2 separate regions of the Oryctolagus cuniculus genome follow, and region 2 is linked to region 1. The links are chromatin contacts, called in public Micro-C maps. All regions are on one chromosome and are shown on one strand. Each heading gives the region's core, a stretch centred on a gene start, on an enhancer-like site or on the middle of the called end of the contact. The rest is flanking DNA. Distances are from core to core; before and after follow the strand shown.

Region 1 (2,683 bases), core at 128-2,627:
GGTGAGGACCTGCCCATCTGACCTGGCCCCTCTCAGGTTCTGCTTCCGACACCAGAGAGCAGGAAGTTCACTCCTGCCTGGGCTGCCTTCTTCTCATTCCCAGCTGGGCCTTAGTCACAGGCTTCCTTTCCAAGGGACTGCAGTCTTTCAGGCCGTCCACCGCACTGTGACATGCGTGGGGAGACCACACGGGTCTATCGCCAGCACCATTTGCAGTCACACTGGTGAAGCAATGCTTTGCAGTCTGTTCACGTGACTTCGGAGGCTCAGTGACCCAGCCCCCTCCCTTCTCTCCATAATATAAAAGACTTAACCAAAATCAAACTTTGACTTCTTTGCTGAGAAGTTCAGAACTGTACTCTTGGACATACGTGCCCCTCAATCCTACCATGATACGCATGGCTCATTACACTTAAAAGACCAGATTCAGTTGAACACTTGCTTAGATGGGGCCGATCTCCAATGCTCCACTCCATCCCCAACCCAAGCCCTTGCCCCCACCACGCTGCTTCACAGAGACGGCACATCAAAAGATGCTGATGCTGGGAACAGTAAACCCTCCAGGCTGGAGAAGCAGAACTGAAGAGCACATGACGGTCTAAGTCGCATAACAGGGATGTCAGCAGAGGTGTTCGGGTCTGTAACACTGGGACCCAGAGCTGAGTCTGATGTGTCTACCAACTGCTGTGTCTCCCCTGCGTTAGGTGGACTTCCATTGCAAGGGCTGCTGATTGAACAGAGTTAGGAATCTACCCAGGGAGTGGAAAAAATGTCACTCAATTTATTAACTCATTACCTAGTGCTTCCTCCATCATGCTTATCTTTGATCTTCATCTAATATTTAAAAATATCCAGAATTATTTCAGGGCTGGCATTGTAGTGCAGTGGTGGGGTAAGCTGCCACTTGTAACAATGGCATCCCTTATTGGAGAGTGGGATTTACCTGGCTGCTCCACTTCTGATCCAGCTCTCTGCTATGGCCTGGGACAGCAGTGGAAGATGGCGCAAGTGCTTGGGCTCCTGCACCCATGTGGGAGATCTGGATGGAGTTCCAGGCTCTGGGCTTCTACCAGGCCCAGCCCTGTCTGTTGTGGCCTTTTGGGTGAGCAGGGCGCTGGACCAGAAGCGGAGCAGCTGACATCCCTCTGTTTCTGTCTCTCCTCCTTTCTCTGTTGGTGTGCTTTTCAAATAAGTAGTCCATAGATATTTTAAAAAATAATTATTTATGTTATAAATATAATAAAATACTTCTTGATTCTTCAACACTAGGATGTGAATCCTCAAACCACATCCCTATTATTCACCACTGTGACTGTGAACTGCCTAGGGCTGGGGCGATACCTCAAGACTGACTGGCTTGATTAAGAGTAAGTCAGAGTCAGAGCTTGTATCCAACAGTGTGGGATCTCAGGACGTGTCCTCACCAGCTTCTGCCAGGAGAGGGCAGGGAAGGCAGATGCTCCAAGTATGACTCCCAGCTCCCTGCGTCATGGCTTTGGTAGAGTGAGGCCTCTCAAGGGGTGGCCCTGAGAACTTGTTGGAAAGGCAGAATTGTGCAGCTTGCACTAGGCTTGTGAGCCAGACACTGTAGCGTGGGATGATGCACTCTGTTTACACAAACACTCCAGGTGATGGTGACACACCTGAAACGCGGCAAGACTGTCCTAGAACAGTGCCTCTCAAACCCAAATGTGACTACAGATGACCGAGGACCCTGTGAGGGTGTGGGATCTGACTCAGCCAGTCTGGGGTGCAGCCGGGATTCTGCCCTTGTGTCTGGCCCCAGCTGCTGTCTGGCTGCCTGCTGTGGACTGTGGTGTGGTAGTGACAGTGCCGGTATTCAGGCTCCTTCCAGTGAGGGTTGAAGGGTTCCCAGGACTGGCACATGGTCGTCACTCCCTCCAAGTTTAAGAGAAGACAGGGATAGAGCTCTGTCTCCCAGAAGCTCTTTGGATTCCCACACAGGGACTGAAACACAAAGCAGCCCTTTCTCAACCCAGAGTCTACTAACACAGCACTCAGTGAAAACACAGACCCTGGGGGCCGCTGTGTGGCAAAGCAGGTCAAGCTGCCTTCTGGGTCAACAGCCAGAAGTGGCCAACACCCAAATGGGTGTCAGTTTGAGTCCCGGCTGCTCCACTTCCAATCTAGTTCCCTGTTAATGCCTTTGTACCCACATGGGAGATCCTGACAGAGTTCCAGGCTCCTAGCTTTGGTCTGGCCCAGCCCTAATTGTTGTGGTCATTTGGGGAGTGAGCCAGCTAATGAAAGATGTCTCTCTCTCTGTGTCACTCCCTTTCTCTGTAACTCTGCCTTTTAAATAAACAAAATGTGTTAAAAAACAACAACAACAACAACAACAACAACAAACCAGATTCAGGTTCTGTTCTTTCCTACCAAACTGCTGTGTGGCTGAACCAAAAAACAAACAAACAAAAACCCTGTGCCTCAGTTTCCCTTCCCAATGCAGTCATTTCTTAGATTTTTAGATTTCATCCCAGATCTCTTCCATTGTTCAACAAAAGCAGCCAGTGCCTCCTAACACCTAAAGCAAAAATGCAGGACTTTCCACACCTGGGCAAATGCTGCCCAGCAAGAACCTTACATTCTCAACGGGCTCCACAGATGGCAGCCTCAGTAATTCATGGGAAAGCCTGCTGTAGCGGTGCCACTTAAAGGGACG
Region 2 (2,683 bases), core at 115-2,614, 140 kb after region 1:
CAGGAGACTCTTCAATTTGAGGAGTGCACTCTGTTTCAGACTGCAGGCCGCTATATCATGTCAGCATTTTCATTAAATACTGTTCGAGCTGGACTTTAAACAAACGGCACGGGGAGCCGCAGCTGCAGCCACTGCAGACACAAAGTTGCCCAGCGCAGAGCGGCTTACATAAGAGGTGCAGGACGCTTACCGGGGAAAGCCAGGTCTAATCAGCTGAATGCTATTCCTCTGAGACCTGTCCCCATGCTTCAAGTGCACAAAATCACACGCACAGGACGTTTTTCTCATTTCATGTGCTTTGGAGCACAAAACCCTGGATTGCCGTATAAGCTGCGGAGTTTTTTTTTTTTTTTTTCGTCTTTTTATTCCACCTCCTTTTCCCTAAAGGACTGGGCTCCAATTATGGAAACGTTGGCAACTTTTGCCAGCGCAAGAGTAGAGTGGGAGATGGATGCGCGGGAAGCCGAAGAAGCAACGGCTTAGCTCCCATTCCCCAAGATCCTTGGCATAGAGGGTCCTCCAGGAGCGGCACAAGGGAGTCCCTCCCTCGAGGACTAGGGCTAGAGGTGACAAGACCCTGCGCACGTCCTCTGCCTCTGTCCCCTCCTTACGCACAGGGCCAAGGAGCTGCAGATGTGCAGTCCACAGCACTGCAAATGCCCCCGGAGCACCTGTCCTCTCCTAGCGCCTTTGCAACTGCCACCCGCGTCAGAGACTGGAGCTGGCCAGTCTTGGACTCCAGCCTCTTCTTTCGTCCCCCTTCTTCGCACCCAACGCTCCCTCTCCAGGCTAACAAGAGGGGCCAGCCCAGGGATGCTGATAATAAAAACGATCCTCTCCTTCCCAAGGCTCCCTCCAACTTCACAAACTGCAGTCAACTTACCGGGACGCGGGTCACGGGGAATCTCCTCGTGGGACGTCGCTCCGTGGCAGCCCCCGCAAACTGGCTGTGCGCTGCGCCGCTGACCCCGCACTGCCCGGCGGCGGCGGCGGGCGCAGGACCAAGGCGCTGCGGCTCTGCACCAGCCGCCTCGGCTCAGCCGTGCCCGGCTTAGGGCACTTGCCAGGGCGCACCACCCGGCGGCGGCGGCTGAGGCTGCACCCGACCGCAGGGACCGGAGTGCGGCAGCTGCCGCCGGCCCCGGACTGCGGCGCTCCGAGCCCCGGGTGCGTGTCTCCGGCTCCGAGGGAATCCTGGCTCAGTTAGAAACCGCGCACGAGGAAAGCCGCTGCGGGCAGTGCCGCCAGCCCGCCCCCAGTCGGCCGGTCACATCGCGGGCGCGCCGGCGGCCGGGCACCGCAGTCCGCACTCGCCGCCGCGCCGCGGAGAATGACAGGCGCCGAGGCGGCGCGGCGGCGCGGGGCGCGGGGCGCGAGTGCGCATGATCGCGGCCGGCTGCGGCACGTCACGGGGGAGGGAACGAGGGAGGCCGGAGGGGCGGGGAGGGCGCGAGTCGGGCGGGGCCGGGCGGGGTCGGGCGGGGCGCCCCGAGCGGCCCGGCGGGTGCTGCGCTCGGCGTGCTCGCGGCGAGGTGCAGGAAGTCTCCCGCCTGGGGTTTTGTAAACCTGAAGCTCTGTGGTTGAACTTGTTTGTCTCTAGAGTCCATTGTCTCTTCAGAAGCGCTGTTTATCTAAGCAGTCGTTGAGATCCCAGGCGAGCCCACAAAAGCCCGTGGAACTCAGGTTATAGCTGATTCATAAAGGGCTGCGATTTGGGGGACAATGGACCTTAGTCCATTAAAATACCATGGGAGCTTACGAGAGCCCTTTGCGCCGGCCGCACCCTAGAATAAGTAAGCCAGACCGCTGGCATCAGCCCAGGTATCAGTAGGTGGTAAAGCTTGTCCAGAGATACCAAGTTACAGCAGTGCTTCCTAAGCCCAGATCTCGGGATTCAGTAGGTCAGGGAGGGGCCGGCGAGACCCAGCTTTTCCTACAAGCTCTGGGAGGATGCCCACGCAGTAGGTCCCGACTGCCCCATCCTTGCTTCTTCAAAGTGTGGCTGGTCTACCACCTGCACCGGAACTGGTGCCCTGCTCGCGAATCACGCGAAGGCCTTTTTAAAATTGCAGACCAAATTCCTGGGCCCTACCTACCCACTGTGGCCCTGGTTCAGCCACTGTGCCACGGTGGGGCTCTGGAATTCCAGGAGTCCTGAGCGCTCACGATCAATCTGATAGCAGCTTTGTTTGGACCAGTCTTCAGGTCCAGCCACCGGCCGAGTGGGGATGGACTTGTGCAATGACAGAGAGCGCAGCCATTTCTGGAACTCGGGAGAGCTGACGCTAAGCCTCGTGCATTCTAAAGCAACTGGTGCTTTCTTTCAGTCCAGATTCTCTGCGCCTGTTACACGTTACTTATCTGGGAAAGAAAGTTGTAAGCGGTGTGAAACATTCGACACACACTCGGTATTGAACACTGGTTTCACGGATCATTAAAGGGGGCTTAAAGTTGACGGGGAAGCAGGCCATTTAGAAGGGGTAGGGGAAGAGTGATGGAGTAAGAGATGTTAGGGCGATGCGCAGGAAAGGGCATTGTTGGAGGAAACAAACTTGGGACTCAACCTAGAGCTTCAAAAGGTGCTTTGGGGAAATGCCAGGTGTGGCTTCCTGCAGATGTTGAGCTGGGGGACAGATGTTGAGCTGGAAGGGACAGCGTTTCTCACTCAGCACCTTACTGGAAC

What was found. A called contact is a pair of places that touch in the nucleus more often than the background predicts.
Region 2: a Micro-C map of ear pinna shows a contact between it and region 1, with 4 times the contacts expected there. The contact joins two enhancer-like sites. A contact is called at or near these places in 3 of 6 Hi-C or Micro-C datasets (ear pinna, skin fibroblasts and an unstated tissue).

Annotation. Positions count from the first base shown.
Region 1 is chr6:106,507,629-106,510,311 of mOryCun1.1, forward strand. No RefSeq gene overlaps it. Among named protein-coding and RNA genes, the nearest start is that of PAG1, 16 kb to the left of the region's middle. Within about 2 kb of position 1,378, at least 1 of the 8 cell types and tissues checked has an H3K27ac peak or open chromatin away from gene starts, as enhancers often do.
Region 2 is chr6:106,643,702-106,646,384 of mOryCun1.1, forward strand. No RefSeq gene overlaps it. Among named protein-coding and RNA genes, the nearest start is that of PAG1, 150 kb to the left of the region's middle. Within about 2 kb of position 1,365, at least 6 of the 8 cell types and tissues checked have an H3K27ac peak or open chromatin away from gene starts, as enhancers often do.